Regions from separate parts of the Bombyx mori genome. Here region 2 is linked to region 1. Evidence: chromatin contacts called from public Hi-C data. All regions are on one chromosome and are shown on one strand. Each heading gives the region's core, a stretch centred on a gene start, on an enhancer-like site or on the middle of the called end of the contact. The rest is flanking DNA. Distances are from core to core; before and after follow the strand shown.

Region 1 (4,454 bases), core at 1,159-3,658:
CAGAAACGCATTACTGCTTCACGGCAGAAATAGGCGTGGCGGTGGTACCTACCCGTGCGGACTCACAAGAGGTCCTACCACCAGTAATTACGCAAATTATAATTTTGCGGGTTTGATTTTTATTGCACGATGTTATTCCTTCACCGTGGAAGTCAATCGTGAACATTTGTTGAGTACGTATTTCATTAGAAAAATTGGTACCCGCCTGCGAGATTCGAACACCAGTGCATCGCTCGATACGAATGCACCGGACGTCTTATCCTTTAGGCCACGACGACTTCAAATAAATAACTATCACAAAAGCAAACTTTATACCAAAGAAAGGTATTTTATTTTCGTTTTTGTGAATAATTAACCGGAGAAACCTAGTATAAACGTTAGGACAAAGAACGATTTTTTTTTGTAGAGTTGTGTTATTTCCATCAGCGTTGCAGTTTTGATGGTCACGGACGACTGACGGTCACGGTCACATTTGAGTAATTACGCTTATTATCGTCTAATCAAAAAACGTTGCTTTTTATAATAACATTTAAAAAATGCGAGATAATACCGTATAAGCAGTTTTAATTATTTCATCGACTCGCAAAAACCGAATAAAACGCTATTGTATAAATTATTTTGATTTGCATTATTTGTGTCAAATCTATTCAAATTTGTCGTGCGAATGACACAAGTTGTGGCTACACTTCTAAGCGACATTTTTGCAACTCTACACGGGAGTCATTAAAGTTTAAAATTTCGAAAAAATATCTTGACAAACAATTTATTCAGCTTTTTGAATGGGGTAAACATAATTGTAGTTCAATTAAAAACCAAATAAAATTGACCTTTAATCACAAAGATAAATATCGCGTAGCGAAATATTGCTTCCACCTTCAATCTTCACCCCTTGATCTTTTGTTCTTTGTGTGCCGTCAACTTTTGAAATCGTCGAAAGTGTGCTGCGACTAAAAAGTTTGAGAAAATCTGATCTAGATATCCATCTAGACATTCACACAATCTCACGGCTCACGTGCTGCTGTGGTATTACGAGATAGCACATTAACGACCTAATGACATAAGGCAGTCGCCTCAATTTTAAACGAACATATGCCGTACCGTCTGCATGCAGCATTATTATAATCTATATATTATATATATATATAAATGAATTGCTGTTCGTTAGTCTCGCTAAAACTCGAGAACGGCTGGACCGATTTGGCTAATTTTGGTCTTAAATTATTTGTGCAAGTCCAGAGAAGGTTTAAAAGGTAGATAAATGAATGGACGGATTCCTTTTGTTTGTTTTAAGTTTATTGTATACAAAAGTTTAGGTCTTTTATTTATCGATTGAGGCACTACGAAGTCTACCTTGTCAGCTAGTATAATAATATAACTAAATCTTACTCGATCTGAAGTATATCCATCGCTGATAGGACCAGAATTAACAATACTTATCAGATGATCAACAGCTATCAAACACATTGTCAACCATTTGACTCCATAAATAGCTTCCAAGCCATCTCTTCTCATCTTAAACAGGTTAGAGGCATTTTCTTTCATACAAAACGCCTTTATCACTTGTGTTACTGGAATTAAAATGTTAATTAATGTCATATTGGTATTAACAAAACTAGAATTATATTTATAATGAATGACGCATGATGACTTACTTGTTGTATTAACATTGAGTTGTTTGGAACAAGACACAAAAGTGCATACTAGGCAAATGACTGCTAACAATCCCACTGTACATCTAAAATTAAATACTTTAGTTATTATTTAGGTTATTTTTGTGAAATTGTTTCACATAAATGTTAATTTTGTGTTGTTGTCGCAAAAGCGGAGTATTGTGTATTAGAAAAAATATGGAACAGTGATGGTGTTGCAATAAGCTTCTACGTTGTTTTTAGCCTAAGGATGATGTATCGCTGTCGTCGTCGTGGCTTAAAGGCTAAGACGTCCGGTACATTCATATCGAGCGATACACCGGTGTGCGAATACCAGGCGGGTATATACCAATATTTCTAATGTAATACGTACTAAACAAATGTTCACGATTGACTTCCACGGTGAAGGAATAAAATCGTGTAATAAAAATCAAACCCCTAAAATTATAATGTGCGTAATTGCTGGGCCCCACCTTTCATATTATGATTTGATTATAAACATTTACTTTTAATTGTCCTTCCATTTACGAAGATAACATTTAACGAAAAGTAAATACCAATCAAAATATCCCAAGTTAGTTAATTAAATGTGTCTTACACGAAATAATAGAATAGAGCATCGAATTCCTTATGATTCCCACTAGTCTGACATGCATTAGTTATAGCAATGCTAGCATTGATACCGGATGTGCCAAGGTGACTCCGTGATACCATCGCAGCCAACAGCTTCTCGATTGTGCTGGGTGGACAGGAAGCAGGCATGCAAACTCCCCATTGTAACTCATTAAGGGGACGCGCGTGAAGAGGTTGGTACTGTAAAATAGAGATGTATCAGTGATGCTCTGAAAACGAGTTTTGTTTATATTTTTATTGAGATATACTGCAGCCTTTCCCAAAGTGGGCGATAACGCTCCCTTGTGGGTTCTGCAGGCCTAAAGGGGGGCGGTAAGAGACCCAGAAAAAAATGGGGTCGTTGTGTAGAGGCTTGGGAGGCGATTTGTAATTTAATCTAGGCCTCTTAGACACCGACTGAAAAAATGGGGGCGCTAAAAAATAATTTAGTCTCAAAGTGGGTAGTAGACAAAATAAGTTTGGGAATCCCTGAGATATAGTGTATAGATATGATGTGTAAGTACCAAGATCGCTCACAGCCCACTTGGAGTTAAGCGCATCGGCGATAGCCAGATACCATTTTTGCATTGTTGAAGTAGAAACATTACATAGAGTAATTTCAGAGAGTCGAAAGTTTTCCACTTAAAGACGGTAGGTATATATGAGTCGACTAGTATCAAAGCCGGCAATCTGACTTTTGGACAATGATTGGTAAATCAGAAAAACGAATTATTGACTTTGTATTCCATTGGCAGTCACAAAACTCTTCGGAACGACATCTTAGATAAATAACAGGTTAACTATTAACCTTTATTTAATGCAGGTTTTGAACCGTATTCTTTGAAGGAGACGATTATATTCAAATCAATCTGAATTGACATATCAATAAAAAAAATTTGTCCAAATGCACAGATTGCCACCTTTGATAATAGACGACTCATATCTATCACTAGATTTCTTAATCTCATTTTTGAAACGGACCGTCACCTCGGGCATTAGTAGGTGAAGTTATAACTAGAAATGGTTTGGTAGTTGTTTCAAAAAAAACTAAATCAATAGATAATACTTTACTGGTGGTAGGACCTCTTGTGAGTCCGCGCGGGTAGGTACCATCACTCTGCCTATTTCTGCCGTGAAGCAGTAATGCGTTGCGGTTTGAAGGGCGGGGCAGCCGTTGTAACTAACTATACTTGAGACCTTAGAACTTATATCTCAAGGTGGGTGGCGCATTTACATCGTAGATGTCTATCGGCTCCAATAACTACTTAACAGTAAGTGGGATGTGAGATCGTCCACCCATCTAAGCAATAAAAAAATATATAAAAGATCATCGTACCCTTAAAAAATCTGATGCCGATTGGTAAGGAGAAAAGGCGGTGTCGACTTCATAGCTTTTCTGTTCTGTCTCGAGGATGATATCAACGAGGCAGTACTTCATCAGTAAATCGGTCCGAGAGTCTGACCAAGGAGGGTTCATGCATTGGTCGTAATTCCCTAATTGATACTTGTTACCGAATAGCACGCCCAGTGGCTCCGTTGATTGGGAGTCCCATTCTGTAAGTACGAGGGTTTTTAATGGAGATACCATAAATTGGTTTTGTTCTGGGTATGTCGTGGCGTGTAGCGATTTCTATCGGTCGGCTAGGTTATGTGTGCCCCCATGATGTCGCATCCGTATTACATCAATTTGTACTGTTAAATATTACAAAAACTGATACATATTGAATGTGTATTTGTATTTTTACTAACACATGAAATGATTGGTATTCAATCGATCTTGTTACGTAAATTTCTATAAAGGGTATCTTAACATTTAAATAAGAAAAGTTATAACTAGTTTTTATATGCCCGGGCTGTGATATTTTTATTGCGTTACTAGCTGACCCGGCAGACTTCCTAGTACCTCAATTGATAAATAAAATACCTAAACTGCTGTATAAAATAAACGTAAAACAAACAAAAGGAATCCGTCCGACGGGAGACACATCGAAGGGAAAACAAAATTGTTATTTTTATTTAATTCCGAGCATTTTCATATTTATCTACCTTTTAAACTTCTCTTCTTCTTTCTCTGGACTTCCGCAAATAATTCAAGACCGAAATTAGCCAAATCGATCCAGCCGCTCTCGAGTTTTAGCGAGACTCACGAACAGAAATTCATTTTTATATATATAGATGAAATGATTGGTATTC
Region 2 (4,454 bases), core at 1,225-3,724, 41 kb before region 1:
TGTTTTCATTATTGAGCCCGTTCATGGCTCAAGAGTGCCTAAGCAGCTCAACCATTGTGTTTCAGGCAAGGATGACAAAGGAATTTTAACTCTATTGTTAGGACTGCTCAGTTTCAGATAAAACAACTGAGCTTACTGCATAAGTCTCTTTTTGAATAAGCCCGTTCTCTCGTCCTGAGTTAATCTTGTTCACACTTCAGTTGCGTTCTCTTATGCGAAGACATTCTCCGAACCTTTGTCAGTTCAACTGATTGATTTATATGAAATTATTATTAATTTTTCATTTTAATAAATTTTCTTGTACTTTGTGTTAACCTTGGATCTCAACATTACGATTCCGTCTTGTAGCGACAATCTCTGTGCGGTGAAACTGGTTCAAATTCGTAAAGGTTACATACACACTTAACACAATTTATAAATAGACATATCGTTTTCCGATGCAATACTATGCAGTGCAAACCAAATTAGAGTACCGTTTCCATTCTGGAAAATGTATTGGGCGGTATTTATAATGCTGTGAATATTTTGGCATGTTCCAAAATTGTGAGCAGCCTATTTCGGCAGTACATAATTATATAGTTTTGCATGCAACATTTTACATTACATTTCTTGAATAACGGTTATGTAACGACAATGTAACGTTTTATATCTTTGTACTAATACGATAAGTTATCGAATATTACAGTAACTGAATTTTCTCGGTATTGGTTATAAAACAAAAAAAATTTATATAATACCATGTATTTCGAAAATTATTGAACCTTAAATAAGGACATAATAATTTCATACTTTGTTTGTATATAGTCGTTTATTTACTTTTTATGCATACCACAATTTTCATTGGTACCTATGACATGGGGTTCAAGTGTTTTGTTAATGAAATTGATGTATTTCGATTGATGCGGTGTTTTGGGTTTCACCACTACCACGATTTTTCTTGCGTCGATAATCCTTAACGCTGAGGGTCGTGACCTCGTGAGGCTTTCTTGGGAAAATACACATGGTGGGGCACCGCATCCTTCCACAACAGTGCCTTTGGAAGAAATTTAGCTCTTCGAGGCCTTCGAGGCGCTGAAGCCTTATTTGGGTCCAACTACGGTTACTATTGCTATAAATCTATATATTAATACGTGAACCAAAAACTTTGTATTCGTTTTTACGAAAATTGCGCGGATGAAGAGTATGAAATTTCCCACACTTATAAAGAATATAGAGAGGGAGTGCAGAATGTTATTTTTTTTTATTTATGCATAAAAAATACATTAAATCAATTAAAAAAGACATTACACACACTATCATGCATTTGACATACACACACGCACACACACACTCATGCATTATATTTTTTTACTGTCAAACTTTTCATATTGTATAAAGTCTGTGGTCAAACTGAGAATAGATAAAATCTACATAATCTTTCCGAAATCTGTGATTACAGAAGTATAACAGTCTTTGACAATAGAATCATAATAGCGTGCAAGCTTATAATTTCAATTTATTATAGTCGAATTTCGACTACCGGGGGACTACTAGTATTTATAAATATATGTCGGGTTCTTACTGCTTTCATCCTTTTTTTTCCTACTGAAGTTTGAGTATATTTTTAAATTTTTGAACAACTCTTTTATCACATCCAATGTTTTCATTAAAACTTTACATCCAAATAACTCCCTTTGACGAATCCGAATAGGGAAACCACCGTACGTGCTTGGAGATTTTGATCTAAATTACTTATGTTTCTACAAAACAGGGATGTCTTTATACGGATTACGAAGACATAAATGCAGGTGCAATCGCATAAAATGACATTTGAATTAAAATTCCACAGCAAATCCGTTGTTGTTATCAACGAGAAACTAAAGAAAACAACAAATTTAATATTACTGGAATATTGTACCGTGATTTTTTTTTAAAATAAAACCAGACGCAATCTGAATCGTACCACAATTATCATAAACAGAATAGACAATGAATAAATCACTTCACACCGTCACTTCAGTCGATTTACTGTGTTCAATTTTATTTTCTTATTACATTTAAGAATCAATAAATCAAAAATAAATCTAACGAACTTATAATTTTATCTATATGAAACTATAAAAAGAAAATTAAATCATATGATCATTAAGATAAACAAGCAAGACAAAACTGTTTAAAATTCCGTTCGTATCCTGCGTCTCGCCTAGGGGATCATCTGACGAATGCACACAAAGGTCACATTCCCGTCTGCTGCCATTACGGGCTCCATAAAACGTTTAAATTGCAAGCAAACGTGCAGACGAGTTAAACAGAAATAAATAAGGCGTGTGCTGGCAGCGGTGTTGCTAGGCCCGCTCAAGGTCTGCTCGTTCGACCCTGGCCCTGCCCCGCGTGCCCCCACCGCACATCTGCATCGCACAAGCTGCAACACACACAAGCCGGGCCCTAAACATAACATCACCCCACCACGCTGCATCAATTTGTTACACGTGTAAGCTTAGAAAAGGGTCCACATTGGTTAGTGTGTCGCACGCATACAGATGATCGTGTGTATTCTTGGTCTTATACACTGTTGCAAATTTCCTTATACGTGTGCGTAAGTCGGTCCGTGCACGTCTCATTAAATATGGAATTGCCAGCTTACGTGACATCCGCATTATGCATCTCCTTAATGAAATTGATAAGCTAGAACATTATTGATAAGAACATTATCGACGTTGTCTTGATATTTTCATGATTTCATAGCATTTAGTGATTTAGATGTGTGTATAACTCCTCAATGGATTCTAGCTCGGTACTCGTGGGCGTGGAAATAATGTTTGCCACAATGAGTGGGTGTGGGATATGCATACGTAAATTCCGATACAAAACCAAATCATAGCGTATGCAAACTAGTTATGACGAATTTTACATTGAGGAAACAGTTGAACGAGTTATGGTTGGAAGCCAGAGAATCTTGCATAATATAACCGAATATGAAGATATTATTATAGAGCACGGCAAGGTTTTGAGCTTCGTTTGAGTTTTGGACTACGTGTCTCAAGATATTGGTGTCTATTTGCTACAGTTACAACTTAGTAGCAGGTTGGGAAAGAGCTTGCCTACCCTTCTATCTCCATAAAAAATACATAAGTGTATATAGTAGTGTATCGTCACCGCATTATTCTACTTAAATTTGCCGCGAAAAGACAATACGTTGCAATTCGAAAGTTAGGATAGCCGTCAATGTAGTTGAAAATTCAACCTTACGTCTAAATATCGATGAAAGAATTTAAGTTTACGCTTCAGTTTTTGACTGTGTGACCTTAGTATATCACCACCTCTTCCCGTGAATATCGTATAGGTAATGCAACTAATGGATTTATCAGATAATGGGCAGTAGCGTCCTTGAATTTTTTTTGTTTAGATGGTTGGACGAGCTCAAAACCCACCTGGTATTTAGTGGTAACCGGATGTTTTTTTTTATTGCCCTTGTAGGCAGACGAGCATACAGCCCCCCCTGATGGTGAGTGGTTACCGTCGCCCATGGACTTCAGCAATGCCAGGGGCAAAGCCAAGCCGCTGCCTACCAATCTACAACGTAAATGCCGCCACCCATCTCGAGACATGAGTCTATAACATGGTCTCAGTTTTAATCTAACGTTCTTGACTATTATACCAACTCACTATCGTTGCCAGCCAACTAGGTAGGGCGTATTTTAAGCCCGCACCGGTAGATACCTCCATCCTGTCAATTTCTGCCGCAACCCCGCGACACAGTCATGTGTATTGCGTTCCAGTTCGAAGGGTAGCATAACCGTTATACTGTACAATAATAGTATAGACCGTGAACTTGTTGATGCATATTATATAAGAAAATCCAAAAAAATTTTATCCTGTAAACGTGTCCGATACAAGAGCAAATTCATATATTATATAGAATGTTTCGCATCCATATAATTCAGACGTTTGTCGTCAGCGCAAGGAACAATATAATTACACAAGTCTTACGTAAATGCTAAGTGATTTTAACCAGCGTTTGTCTGTAGGTTGTCCAATCATTGTTGTAAATTGAGAACCACGGAATATATATACTTACATCTGAGATAGTGATTACTACAAACCGGATTTACAGCAAACATGTGGAACAGTCGCACACGGTTTGGCAAGACTAGATGTTTATTTATTAGGATCTCAGGTATCACACTATGAGCACGTGCTACATACATATGCTATGTTTATTTGTTCTTTTATATATGGAATGTTTTTCATATTGTTTTTATAGTATGTGGTGCATTAATTTTTATACATGTGTAATAAATATCTCATGTGCAAACCGGTTTTTTGCTTAATACCTTCAACCTCAGCCTTCATTGCTTCAGCATATATTTATGAATTCCTTACGTGAAGATACAGACAGTCATCAAATTAGTTATCTAGTTAGTCAACCTCTTAATTAAGACGAGTTTTTTTGTACTGATAACTTGTCTCATGCA

The links. Hi-C and Micro-C count contacts between places; a contact is called where the count stands out from the background.
Region 2: a Hi-C map of whole pupa shows a contact between it and region 1, with 1.9 times the contacts expected there. The contact joins the enhancer-like site here to the promoter of LOC105841380 in region 1. A contact is called at or near these places in 3 of 7 Hi-C or Micro-C datasets (posterior silk gland and whole pupa).

What each region holds. Positions count from the first base shown.
Region 1 is chr25:7,501,631-7,506,084 of ASM3026992v2, reverse strand. LOC105841380 (nose resistant to fluoxetine protein 6) reads right to left here and starts at 2,408. Exons shown (of 12, transcript XM_062676149.1): 1 at 2,248-2,408; 2 at 1,653-1,735; 3 at 1,387-1,568. The coding sequence starts at 2,363.
Region 2 is chr25:7,542,416-7,546,869 of ASM3026992v2, reverse strand. The region is part of intron 1 of LOC105841560 (a long non-coding RNA gene); the gene reads right to left. Among protein-coding and RNA genes, the nearest start is that of LOC105841560, 7.1 kb to the right of the region's middle. Within about 2 kb of position 2,474, at least 8 of the 8 cell types and tissues checked have open chromatin away from gene starts, as enhancers often do.